3 separate regions of the Gossypium hirsutum genome follow, and all the other regions are linked to region 2. Evidence: chromatin contacts called from public Hi-C data. All regions are on one chromosome and are shown on one strand. Each heading gives the region's core, a stretch centred on a gene start, on an enhancer-like site or on the middle of the called end of the contact. The rest is flanking DNA. Distances are from core to core; before and after follow the strand shown. Region 1 holds the start of LOC107886792 (nicotianamine aminotransferase 1). Region 2 has its middle 16 kb from the start of LOC107886790. Region 3 has its middle 5.6 kb from the start of LOC121220891.

What was found. Hi-C and Micro-C count contacts between places; a contact is called where the count stands out from the background.
Region 1: a Hi-C map of leaf shows a contact between it and region 2, with 2.6 times the contacts expected there. The contact joins the promoter of LOC107886792 here to the enhancer-like site in region 2. A contact is called at or near these places in 6 of 34 Hi-C or Micro-C datasets (anther, callus and leaf).
Region 3: a Hi-C map of leaf shows a contact between it and region 2, with 1.5 times the contacts expected there. The contact joins two enhancer-like sites. A contact is called at or near these places in 3 of 34 Hi-C or Micro-C datasets (all in leaf).

Annotation. Positions count from the first base shown.
Region 1 is chrA03:105,287,387-105,290,982 of Gossypium_hirsutum_v2.1, forward strand. It overlaps LOC107886792 (nicotianamine aminotransferase 1), which reads right to left and starts at 1,620. Exons shown (of 7, transcript XM_016810858.2): 1 at 1,228-1,620; 2 at 759-1,098; 3 at 453-671; 4 at 247-306; 5 at 1-41. The coding sequence starts at 1,496.
Region 2 is chrA03:105,405,134-105,409,102 of Gossypium_hirsutum_v2.1, forward strand. No RefSeq gene overlaps it. Among protein-coding and RNA genes, the nearest start is that of LOC107886790, 16 kb to the right of the region's middle. Within about 2 kb of position 1,703, at least 9 of the 9 cell types and tissues checked have an H3K27ac peak or open chromatin away from gene starts, as enhancers often do. A contact at or near this core is called in leaf, where this site is marked.
Region 3 is chrA03:105,490,653-105,494,664 of Gossypium_hirsutum_v2.1, forward strand. No RefSeq gene overlaps it. Among protein-coding and RNA genes, the nearest start is that of LOC121220891, 5.6 kb to the left of the region's middle. Within about 2 kb of position 1,634, at least 7 of the 9 cell types and tissues checked have an H3K27ac peak or open chromatin away from gene starts, as enhancers often do. A contact at or near this core is called in leaf, where this site is marked.

The DNA of each region.
Region 1 (3,596 bases), core at 370-2,869, 120 kb before region 2:
AAATCCTCCTTTGTATTCTCAAGGATTTGAGGAATCGCTGCCTGTTTCATAAAACCAAATTACACCAATTTATCCGAAGGATAGGTTAGGAGAATGATTTAGAGTGAAACATTACTGAGCTTTATGGGAAAAATTATAGCACACTTCACTGCCTACAGTACATCTACTGGCTTTTGGCAAGAAAGTGGCAATTGCATTTTTCCAATGCAAGTATGTGTCTTAGCAGAAGTATCTTGATTAACAAACCTGGATAAATGTAGCGGGATCAGAAGAGATATTGAGGAATCCTGTGATCGAATCGGTTACCTGATAAGAGCCAATGAGATCATTAACACAACATGATCCGAACTTCGTATATTTCTACTTTTAAATATGCATTGCCTGTAGCCTCTTTAATTAGGAAAATGTACACCATGTATCTTAAACAAGAGAAAAATAAATTAGGGGCCAACCCCAGATTTTTGAAGAATGCCATCGGGATCACTTGTGACAAGCCACCCTAGGCGCCAACCAGGAACAACCCATCTCTTTGATATAGACCCCATGGTGAGAATAGGCACGGTTAATCCAAACACTCGCATCGGCACATATGGAGTGCTTCCAAATGCGAGATTGTCATAAGCTTCATCAGCAATGACCAAAATCCCAAGCTTTCTTGCTGTCTCTGCAATCTAACTTCCAAAAAGATAACAGTGATCAACATCTTGTTTTGAGAAGAGACAAGAAGTTATACTGAAAATAAAACAAGCTTGTTTAACCTTGTTCAAATGTTCATAGCTGAAGACATTTCCACAAGGGTTGCCTGGATTTATAATAACCATAGCAACAGTGTTCTCATCTGCAAGAGTCTCTACAGCATCAAGATCAACCTCCCAACCTTTTTCAGGAAGAAGATCATAATGACGCATTTCAAGATGGTTATAAGCACACCAAGCTTCATAGAGTGGGAAGCCCGGTCTAGGAAGCAAAATATTGGCACCGGGGCGGGAAAGAATTGATATAACAACTTCTATTCCTTGAGTACATCCATTTGTTAAATAAACATCATCGGGCGATGACTTGTAGGGAAGGTCACGGTTGAGGTAATCTGCAAGTGCCCTGTTGGAATTCGAACCAAACAAAGTTCATGACCGCTCATTCATTCATAAGCAAATTTCAGTCACACCTTAAAAATTATTTTGCAGTTTCTTTTGAAACATGATTAAAAGAGAAAATTTACAATCTAACCTTCTTGCGGGAAGAATACCAACAGTGGTCGCATAACAATTATGCTTAGCCGAACGTAGAGCATCAACGATGGCATCTTCAGCAGCAGGAGTAGTCCTGAAGCTTGGAAAATGAGAGGGGTCGCCATGACCGAGAGGAACGACTGTAAGGCAACTATCTTGGTTGATGTTGCCCATTAATAGGTTGAGATATCCTCGGACGGTGGTGGTGGACGCTGCCTCCAGGCCCTGAGTCCTTTGGAAACCCCATTTCTTTGCTCCACTCTCCATCTTCTTGTTGCTAATGGAGTTTGGACTTTGGAGTTAAGGGTTAGCGGGGCCGTGCGTCTTTAAAAACCCATTATCTACCAATCATTTATCCAACAGAATAAAAATTGGCAATTCGGTACTCAACGGTAATTGCATTTTCCATCATTTAATAATAAAAAAAAAGTAGCATAGTTTTGGTACATAATATCAAAAAGCGAAATGGTTTTATTAAAATTTTCATTCTTTTTTACTATTAAAAATTATTTTAATTAACAAAATAATCAAATAATGATATGATATGCATTAAATTTTTAGGAGAATGACCAATTTATTATTTGATCTAATGTATAAAAATTAAACTATTTATTTTAAGTAGATGAAGTAAAATACAAATTAACTCTTAATATAAAAATTTCCATTATAATTTTATAGATACTCAACAAATTACAATTTGAAATTCTATTAACACCATTTGTTAATTTCTCACCATCTGATAAAATTTTCATCACTGACACTAATAATATATTTCAATTTGTTTCAATTTTAGTTTAGAAATGATTTTTTTTTCAAATTTTATTTATATTCTTATAGGTTAACTAATAATGTTAGTCGAAAAATAAATTTTAAACTTTGATATTATTTTTGAACAAAATGAACTTTCATATTATGAATACTAGGAAACTGTTTTTACATTATTTTTTTATTATTTAAATTAATCTAAATTTAATAATTATTTTCATATTAAAACCCTAAATTCTAGAATTTTTAAGGACTAATTTAAAAAAAATTAAACTCCAATATAAAAACAATTATAAGTTTAAAACTTAACTTCAACATAAAAAAATAAAAAAAAGTTTACGCCTAAAAACTTGAAATTGTCCTATATCCTACGCGAATCACTTGGCTCACACAATATATATATATATATTTAAGGACAAAATATTTGGTATAATGTATACTATAGGCCGGTAGTGCCTATATGTTGCAGCATCCATCCCCGCCCACTCTACTTCATTACAATTTAATTTTGAGTAAATTATAAAAATAGTAACTTTTATTTACTTTAGATTAAATTTTAGTCACTTATACTTGAAATGTTACGTTTTAGTCACTTACGTTATTATTTTGTTACGAAGTGGTCACTCTACATTTAAGTTGGTATTCAATTAAACACAATAAGTTATTAAGCTTGGCATAGTTGGCTAGACATGAAAAACCACATATCAATAAGGTGAGTTTTAACTTGTAAATAAAACATATAATACCACAATCACATATCATGCCAATTCATGTCATTTTGATTAACTAGATCAAAACTTATTCAATCATGGAATGAAACAATTATATACATGCTAATATCATTTCTTCAATACTTTGTTCAAGTTCAAATTCAAATTTTCACAAGTGGATATCAAGATCTTTATGTCTCATTTCAATTTCTCAATTCATGTAATTTATTTTGCCTAATGAACTTTAGTAAATGGACTCGGATACATAAGTATCTCTGATACACCAATTGCTCGTACGAGCTAAAGTTATAATCATGTCAGGTTACTAGTCCAGGCTAAACCTTTATAATGACACATTTGATTGCTTGTCCAAGCTGAAAATATACATGTCAGATTACCCGTTCGAGCTAAACCTTTAAAACAACACCAGGTTACCAATCCAAGCTAAACATATGTTACATGTATCTTCGAGTCCACAACAAATGCTGGATCATGGTAACATATCTAACCAATCTCGTACAAGCGTGCACAAAACCTAATTGGCATACCAATCGTATCCTAACCTTTATTAAGTTCCCACAGGCCTCTTTTTCAATTATAATCAACATTTTACAATTTAGTCCAATTCTTACCTTTTTCATCAATTCACGATTAAGCACATATATAATTTACAAATCAAATGCAAAACAACCTATATAAACAAATACTATATGAACTTACCTAGTCAAAACAACAAGCAAATTGAATCCTCACGGACTATTCGACAATTTTGGCTTTTCCCCAATTATATTCGATTTGATTCAATTCTTAATCTAAAAAAATATTTTAGACAATTCATTAATAACAAACATTTTTATATTATTCCATGATATGCATGAACATATTTAATTTC
Region 2 (3,969 bases), core at 453-2,952:
TTTCAGAATTTTTTGTCCATCCAATAAATACAGTTTATTATTCAAATTCTCCCCTGTTTTGCTATTTGTCAGCTTCGACCTTTCTTCACTAAAATTTATTTATCTCATAGTACGAGACTCGGATAATGTTAACGTTTGTTTCTATTAAAATTAGACTCATCAAAGATTCTAAGCATATAAATTATAACCCATAATTATTTTTCTACAATTTTTAACAATTTTTCCAAGTCAGAACAGGGGATCTCGAATTCATTCTAACACTGTCTCACAAAAATTAGAATATCACATAATATACAACTCTTTTGCTCCCCTTATTTCTTTTATATGAAAATAGACTCATTAAGTTTTAATTTCATAATTTATTTGAGATTATTCAACTTACACAGTTTTTGGTGAATTTTCAAAGTCACACAACTGCTGTTGTCCAACATTATTTTACTACTAAAATTCACTTACATAATTTCACTTAATCCATTTTGTCTTATCGAAGTTCACTCAAATATCGAGCATATTGCTTAAAATTTTCTTAAACATATACCTGCACTTATTCATCATATAATCATGTTCACATGTATTTTTACTTAATGGATTTTCTTGTTGAACTCTTCGGAATAATAACTGATACTCAGTTGCCTACACATATTTTCACACTTGTAGAAGAAATCTAAGATGAGAGGAAGAAAAAAGAAAAAAGAAAAAAGTTATAAAATAAAAAAGAGGATATATAAAGAGAAAATAAGATTTTTTTTTTGTCTTTTTGTAATATGGTAATTTTTAATTGTGTATTTTTTATAAATAAACTTAACGGATTGATTAATGGTTGAACTACCAAATGTATTAATTTAGAGAAAAAATAGTTTAGAAACCTTTTGTAACAAAAAAATAGTTTTAAAACAACTTGTGAGGTACTAAAAAAAACTAATTTAGATACCAATTTATAAATTAAGTTTTTTAATATATATTCAACGATTTAACTAATTTCAAAATAAATTAAATATCACGTGTAACTAAAAAGAATTAAATATTAAGATAGTAAAAATAATACTATGTAAGCACCAATTTATGGGTTAAGCAATTATTTAGGCTTAACCATTCTATTTGGGCTTGTAGTGTGCTTCTTTGAGCTTGGATTATCTTAGGAGGCCATGTATAACATCGAGTAAATCAAATTGGTTAAACAAAATTAATATAATGATCCAATATAATCGAAATGCATCCATCTTTTAGGTTCCTTCTCCACCTGCGTTTTCCCATCATTCCTTCATTTTCGGTTGGCAAACATTTCATTCCATAAAGGATAAGCTGAAAAAAGATTTAGAACCCCCCCAAGAAAAACAAAAAATGAGGAATGGAGGAGAAGAGTGAAAGGGCGGCCAAGATGATTATGCCCAAAATCTACCATCACCTCCATGCATGCTCCTACCAAGAGACTATGACCATTCCTCATTGAAGGGCAAGGAGCCATGACCATCAAAAGCGACTAAGGCCTCAACTACCAAACAAAGCAGAGCTGGTGTGGTGGGTCCAAAGCCTAGCGCGATTCAACGGGTAGGAAACCAAGCAACGAAAGCGTCTGACAGTGCGCATGAAGCTAAGCCTGAGAGAGAACCAAAAAAAAAAAAACAAGTAGCAAGCTAGATAGAGGAGCCACTCTAGAAGCAAAACTGTGAAGAAACCCATTTGGTGGAAGGGGATCTACCTGCCCAAAACACGACGGCTGGAGGCCAAAGAAAAAGATAGGAGCGGTGTTATTGTGCTAGGACGTGAGAGAAAAAGCCCAACTGCAGTAGTCGACACAAAGGCCAGCTGCACTAGCAGTGAAAAAAATGTTCTCTTGTACAAAGGATTAAGGCCTAATTTTTTCCGTTACTTGGGCATAAGGATCCAAGTAAATGCATATACTACAATACAACCATGTGGTGTTGCAAACGAGTATTATAATCAAGACCGCAAAACAATTTTAAAATCCATAAACAAGGAAAATAATTCCATTCTGCTATAGTCTCAGAGAGGATTCTACAATTGTCGCTTAGTGTTGCCTTAACTAGTCTAGAATTAGCATTTATATACAAGTTTTATAATTCCTGCATTGTTATATTTTCAGAATTTTAATATTATTTTATATTAATTTATGATTTATTATATACACAAACAAATTAAGGATAGGCAATGGCCTGTTTGGTTCCCTATACTAGAAAAAAGCAGGGATTGGATAGTTACTAAGTGAGAATGGAATAACTAGATAATATATTTTATATAATTCGATTGGTTGAATGGAATAAACATGTTACAATATTACATTGTTTGGTTGACATGAATAACATTTTGGAATAGATGAGGAATATATTAAAATGACAAAATGTGTAATAGAATTCAAGTTCAAGTGCTAATCTAGATAAAAAAAATCAACTACTAACTTAAGAAAAGTTGTCAAGTTTAGGGGGACAAATATTGCTTTATCTCTAGACACTTTTAATTTACTCAAAACTTGACATGTATGGTCTACATGAATGGAGCATAAAATATGATAGTGTAATTGTTAAAATATTAATCATAATTTTTTTTAAATGTCTAAATCTTCTTCTTTTTTTCAATTTACACTAGCATAAGTACATCATTCATATATTTCATGATTTATTAAATGCAAACAACAGTGTCAATCAGTGTATCAAATTCTGTCAATGAGAGTATATAATTCTATGCATGATCAATGAACCAGATGATGTCATATCATTAAAAATAAAGTTTAATAGTCACAAGATGTGGAATGGTATTAGTTCACCTCGTCCCTTAAACATGTTGCCAGAGGTTCAATTCCCGCTCATACAGTGGCGAAGCCTAAAATTTGTTTTGGGACAGAATTAAATTGTATATTTTTACAATAGTAAAAATGTAATTTCATCATTTTAATAGTTTATATCTTTATAATTTTAAAAGAGTTAAATCAAATTTTTATTATTTTTGGAAGGCTAAAGTGTAATTTTGTCATTACTAATTTAAAATTTTATAAATTATAAAGAGCTTAAATTGAAATTTTATTATTTTAGGGGGCCATGGCCTCCTAGCTCTCCACTATGCTCCGCCACTGCGTTCATATGAATGGAACATATTTCACAATCAATCGTTTATCTCTTTGGAGAGCTTCAATGTCAAGAGGATTAACCACTATTGCTAAGAATTGATATCTTAATTTCAATTAGAAAAATAAAGTCTAATGATTAACAAATATTAGATATAATGATAAGGTACATTACATCATTTACTCTTTTTTTTATGACTCGTTGAAAGGTTTGGTATGTTAGAAATCAAGTTCTACTATGCTAATTTGCAGCCTTCTTTTCCATGTTCCAATTTGGACTTCGATACTATGCACTGCTGCCTGGAGGGTGTACTGGGAGTGAGGATGTTGCAATTCTTGAGGCCAAGGCAGGATTGATGGGGTTGCAATGGCTTTATGACCTAAATTTTAGAAGAGCGGAGGTGGAAAGTGATTTGTCTTCTAGTGACTAGGTAGTATTGAGATTAGGGAACTTGATTACTGATGTTCGGTCTCTCTTTTTCTTTTCTGGAATTTTATGTCATTTGTTTTAGACATTTATTGCAAGCCGGTAGTAACCCAACGCATTATTTACCATAGCCAGCTTTGTTAGATGTAGCTAATGAGTCTACTTGGTGGCTTTGTCCACCTCTTTGTATTCTGCTTTATTAATGACCGAATGAATGGCCATTTGGAATAAACCCTTTTTCTGCTCATCAAACTGATGTGCATTTTGTTTTTATAAAAAAATAATTATAATTGTAATTATAATTATACGTCTAAATAACTACTACTAAAACTAACATTAGAAAGCACACCTTTGAAATAATGATTAAATTATATCTAAATTTATATAAGAATAAATCAGAACAAAATCCATATATGATAAGGCTCAATTAGAATAAATCAAGATCAAACATAATTTAAGACCC
Region 3 (4,012 bases), core at 384-2,883, 85 kb after region 2:
TTATTTTCTTAAATTCACATTCATTACAATTTCATTTTTGTAATTTTATTACTACCAAGTGAGTTTTTTTTTTAATTTCAAAATGTCACAGCAATAAATTTAACAAAAAAAAACATACCAATGTTAACAATTAGAGTTAGTATTTTGAAATATGAAAAATAGAGAAACTAAATTGCTATAACAAAAAGTACAAAATCTAAATTTGAAATTTGTGAAGAATACAATTCCATTTAATAAACCATAGTAGAACAACCATGACAACAAAGAAATCACTGTAAAATTTTCGAGTCATCTACGAAAAAGTTTAAAATGCTCCCAACTTCGCAAATTTTCGACAACGTTGGAGAGGGTGATACTCACTCCGACGGTGGTCGTAACTCCAAAAAAGTGAGATTTAAAGAGTCTTTTGCTGATGATGAAAATTCTATGGCAGTGGATCCAGTACCAAAGTAGATCGTGTCGTGGAAAGATAAATTACTGGGGAATCAAGATGATTTCACTGACTCGGTTCGGGCAGTGCCTTCTGTCGTGAATGAAAATGAATTCGAGTTACTTGAAGGAGACGTTAATACGTCAATCATTGATGGGATTCCTGCGACTGAGTTTTCAGATCGGATCAAGGAAATCCTTTTCAAAGAAATAGAGTTGGCTGTCATCGTTAAACTCCTACGGCGAAACATTGGCTATAACACCCTTTATAATCACATTCTTTTTCTTTGGAAGCTTGTGAATTCTATTCAGTTAATGGATATAGCTAACGGATATTTTTTGGTGAAATTTCAGGATCTTGGAGATTACAACAAGGCTCTTTCACAGGGTCCGTGGATAGTTTATGGCCAGTACCTGACTGTTCAACCTTGGTCTAAGCATTTCAATCCAATGCAACGTTACCCGAGTGTGGTATTAACATGGATTCAATTGCCGAATCCCGGGTCATCTGTACAAATGGAAAATTATTGGAAAGGTGGTTAAGCTGGATTTACAAACTGATAATCAGACCATAGGTCGTTTTGCAAGATTAGTCGTTTATATCAATCTAGATAGGCCATTGATATCAAAAATATATGTTGACGGAGCTACTCAATAAGTTGAATATGAGGCCCTTCCGACTGTATGCTTCATGTATGGCAAATACAGACATGCTAAAGACTTGTGTACCTCGGTTATGGCGAACCAAAAATCTGCGGATTTGGTGAACACGGCAAATAATCCTCGTGAGGAGTCGACGGCCGTAGAGGGACCTTTTTCGGCGGAGTGCTTGAACGGGAAAAAATATACATCAATCATCAAAGGAAAAGGCCCAAAATTCGGGCCATGGATGCTGGTGGAAAGGAGGTCTTCTCGGCGAGAGAAGCGAGGAAACAAAATGAAAGTTCTGGAGAATCAGAATAGAGCTGTTGCTGGTACCAGATTTTCTGCGCGGTTAGAGGAGGAAGATTTGGGAATGAAATCGGGGCAGTCGGCAGGAAGGAATTTTGGGAATGACCTAGGGGATAAGATGACAGACAAGGAAATGAGTTGGGATTTTAGGGATTTTATTAAAGTACATAAATCGGCTGGTGGACCAGGTCATAGAAACTTGATGGATTTGGGTCTTTCTAAGGGGCCCATCGGTAAGGAAATATCGGGCAAAAATGGGCAGAAAAATTTGGGCCAAAATTACAAAAAAAACCTTTGGATAAGAGCCTAGGGAAAAGGCCAATAGGAGTAAGCGAATTAGGGGAAATTAACAGGAAGTCTTTAGGAAATTTTTCTAATTCTAATTTGGTTATTTCTAATGGTGCAGGAACAAAACAGGTGGATACACCAAAAAAACATTTCTTTGGAAGGCACAATTTCTCTAGGCAATTTGGTTTCTAAAGTCCAGAAAAATAATAGAGCCGAGGATTTAGAAAATATTAAAGCTCATTATAATCCAGTTTTTGATGAATCTGAGGGTTTCATCGTCCCTATATCTGATAATACCCTTGATCCAGGTAAACACTCTGCTGTTAGTTTTAATAAAAAATTTATTTATCTATACAGGATAATTCGGCCCCGAGATCTGTGGAATCCCCAGTTTTTAACTTGCAATAGAAATCTAATGGTTCCAAAGACAAAAAGGTGGGGGTAAGGACAGGGGTATTCGAAATTCCAGGAGAGCTTATATTGCTCTACGAAGTCGAGGGAACCGTTTTAAATCCTCGGGAACTACGCGTGTTCCTTTAGCTGAATCTATGGAAACAATGGCTGAACTTTTATCCCCTCAAATCCTTAATGAGTGCTCGAATGTTGAGGTTGATGATGCAGGATTAGATACGAATACCAATATCGGTCTGGACAGTTAGGTAATTTATTCCAACTTTTTAATTTTATTAATGAATATCACTATCTTATCGTGGAATTGTCAGGGATGTGCAAGTGCGAAATTTTGTAGAATTTTTTGGGAATATAATATTGAGTACAAGCCGGATATTATTAGCCTACTTGAACCGAGAGTTAGTGGGTCCTGACAATATCATCTCTAAGTTGGGTTTCCAGTATTCACATCGAGTAGAAGCAATTGGATATTCAGGGGGCATTTGGCTAGGATAGAGAGACTCTGTTTTTCTTGATGTGAGTCATAGCCATCCGCAATTCATTATGTCTCGGGTTTGACATTCATCCTTGACTCATCCTATTTTCATCGCCTTTGTTTATGGGAGTCTTAACAGACAAAGATGTCAAAATCTTTGGAGTGAATTAAAGAAATCTATTCCACTTGATCAGAGCCCTTGGACTGCCATTGGAGATTTCAACGTAATTCTTTCCTCCTCAAAAAAATCTGAGGGCTCACTAGGGGCAAGAGATGCCCAACTTTCGGTGATTTTGTTGATTCTGCGGAGCTTTATGACTTAGGTTTTAAGGGGCCGCCTTTCACTTAGCATAGGGGTTCGTTGTTTGAGAGGCTAGACCGTGCTCTGGCAAATGAAGCCTGGCTTCGAAATTTTCCTAATGGCGTGGTTACACACCTTCTAAAGATTAAGTCAGATCATCGACCCCTCCTCTTATCCCTGAATCCGAGTACTATTCTTCTTAGAGGAAAGCCTTTCAGATTTTTGGCTGGTTGGATTGAGCACCCAGGGTTTGATAATTTTTTAAAAGAGATGTGGGAATATTCGGGGAATATGTCTGATACCCTTGGTAAGCTCACTATGGATCTTAAGGTTTGGAATAAACAAGTCTATGGTAACATTACCACTTGCAAGAAGGACCTTTTTAAAAGAATTGCCAGCATCCAGAAGACTAGAGATTTCTTCGGTTCTCATCATTTGAGTCAGGTGGATTTGGCCCTTAGACAAGAACTTTGGAAGCAAAAAGCGAGATGTGATTGGCTCAAATTTGGTGACAGAAATACAAAATTTTTCCGTTCCTGTACTCTGTTAAGGAGGAAAAATAACCGTATTACTGCCATCCGTAATTCTGATGGTAATTGGATGTATGATCCTGAGGGTATAGAAGATTAGGCAAATAAGTTTTTTCAAAGACTGTATAGAGAACTACCTGCTCCTATGGGAAGCTTGCCTCAATGTGGTTTTTCCCTAGCTTGATCCAGCGGATATTAGATTCTTGGAAAGACCGGTGACAAATGAGGAGATCAAGGAGGCTATGTTTAATATGGCACCTTTGAAGGCCCCAAGTAGTGATGGTTTTCACGCTCTCTTTTTCTAGAAGCAATGGGACACTATAGGGGGAGAGGTCTGCGACTGGGTGCGTAAGGTTTTCAACGGAAATCCTATTGATCTTGATTTAAATAATACTCTAATCATTTTTATTCCGAAGGTTCAAAATCCGGATAATTTTGGTCAATTTCGACCTATAAGCCTATGTTCTGTTCTTTACAAACTGGCGATAAAGGTTATTGCAAATCGATCTAAACACATCTTTCCTAAAATTATTGCACAGGAGCAAGCTAGTTTTATTGCAGGTAGAAGCATTAATGAAAATATCATCTTAGCTCAAGAAGTGATTCATTCTATGAGGAGTCAGAAGA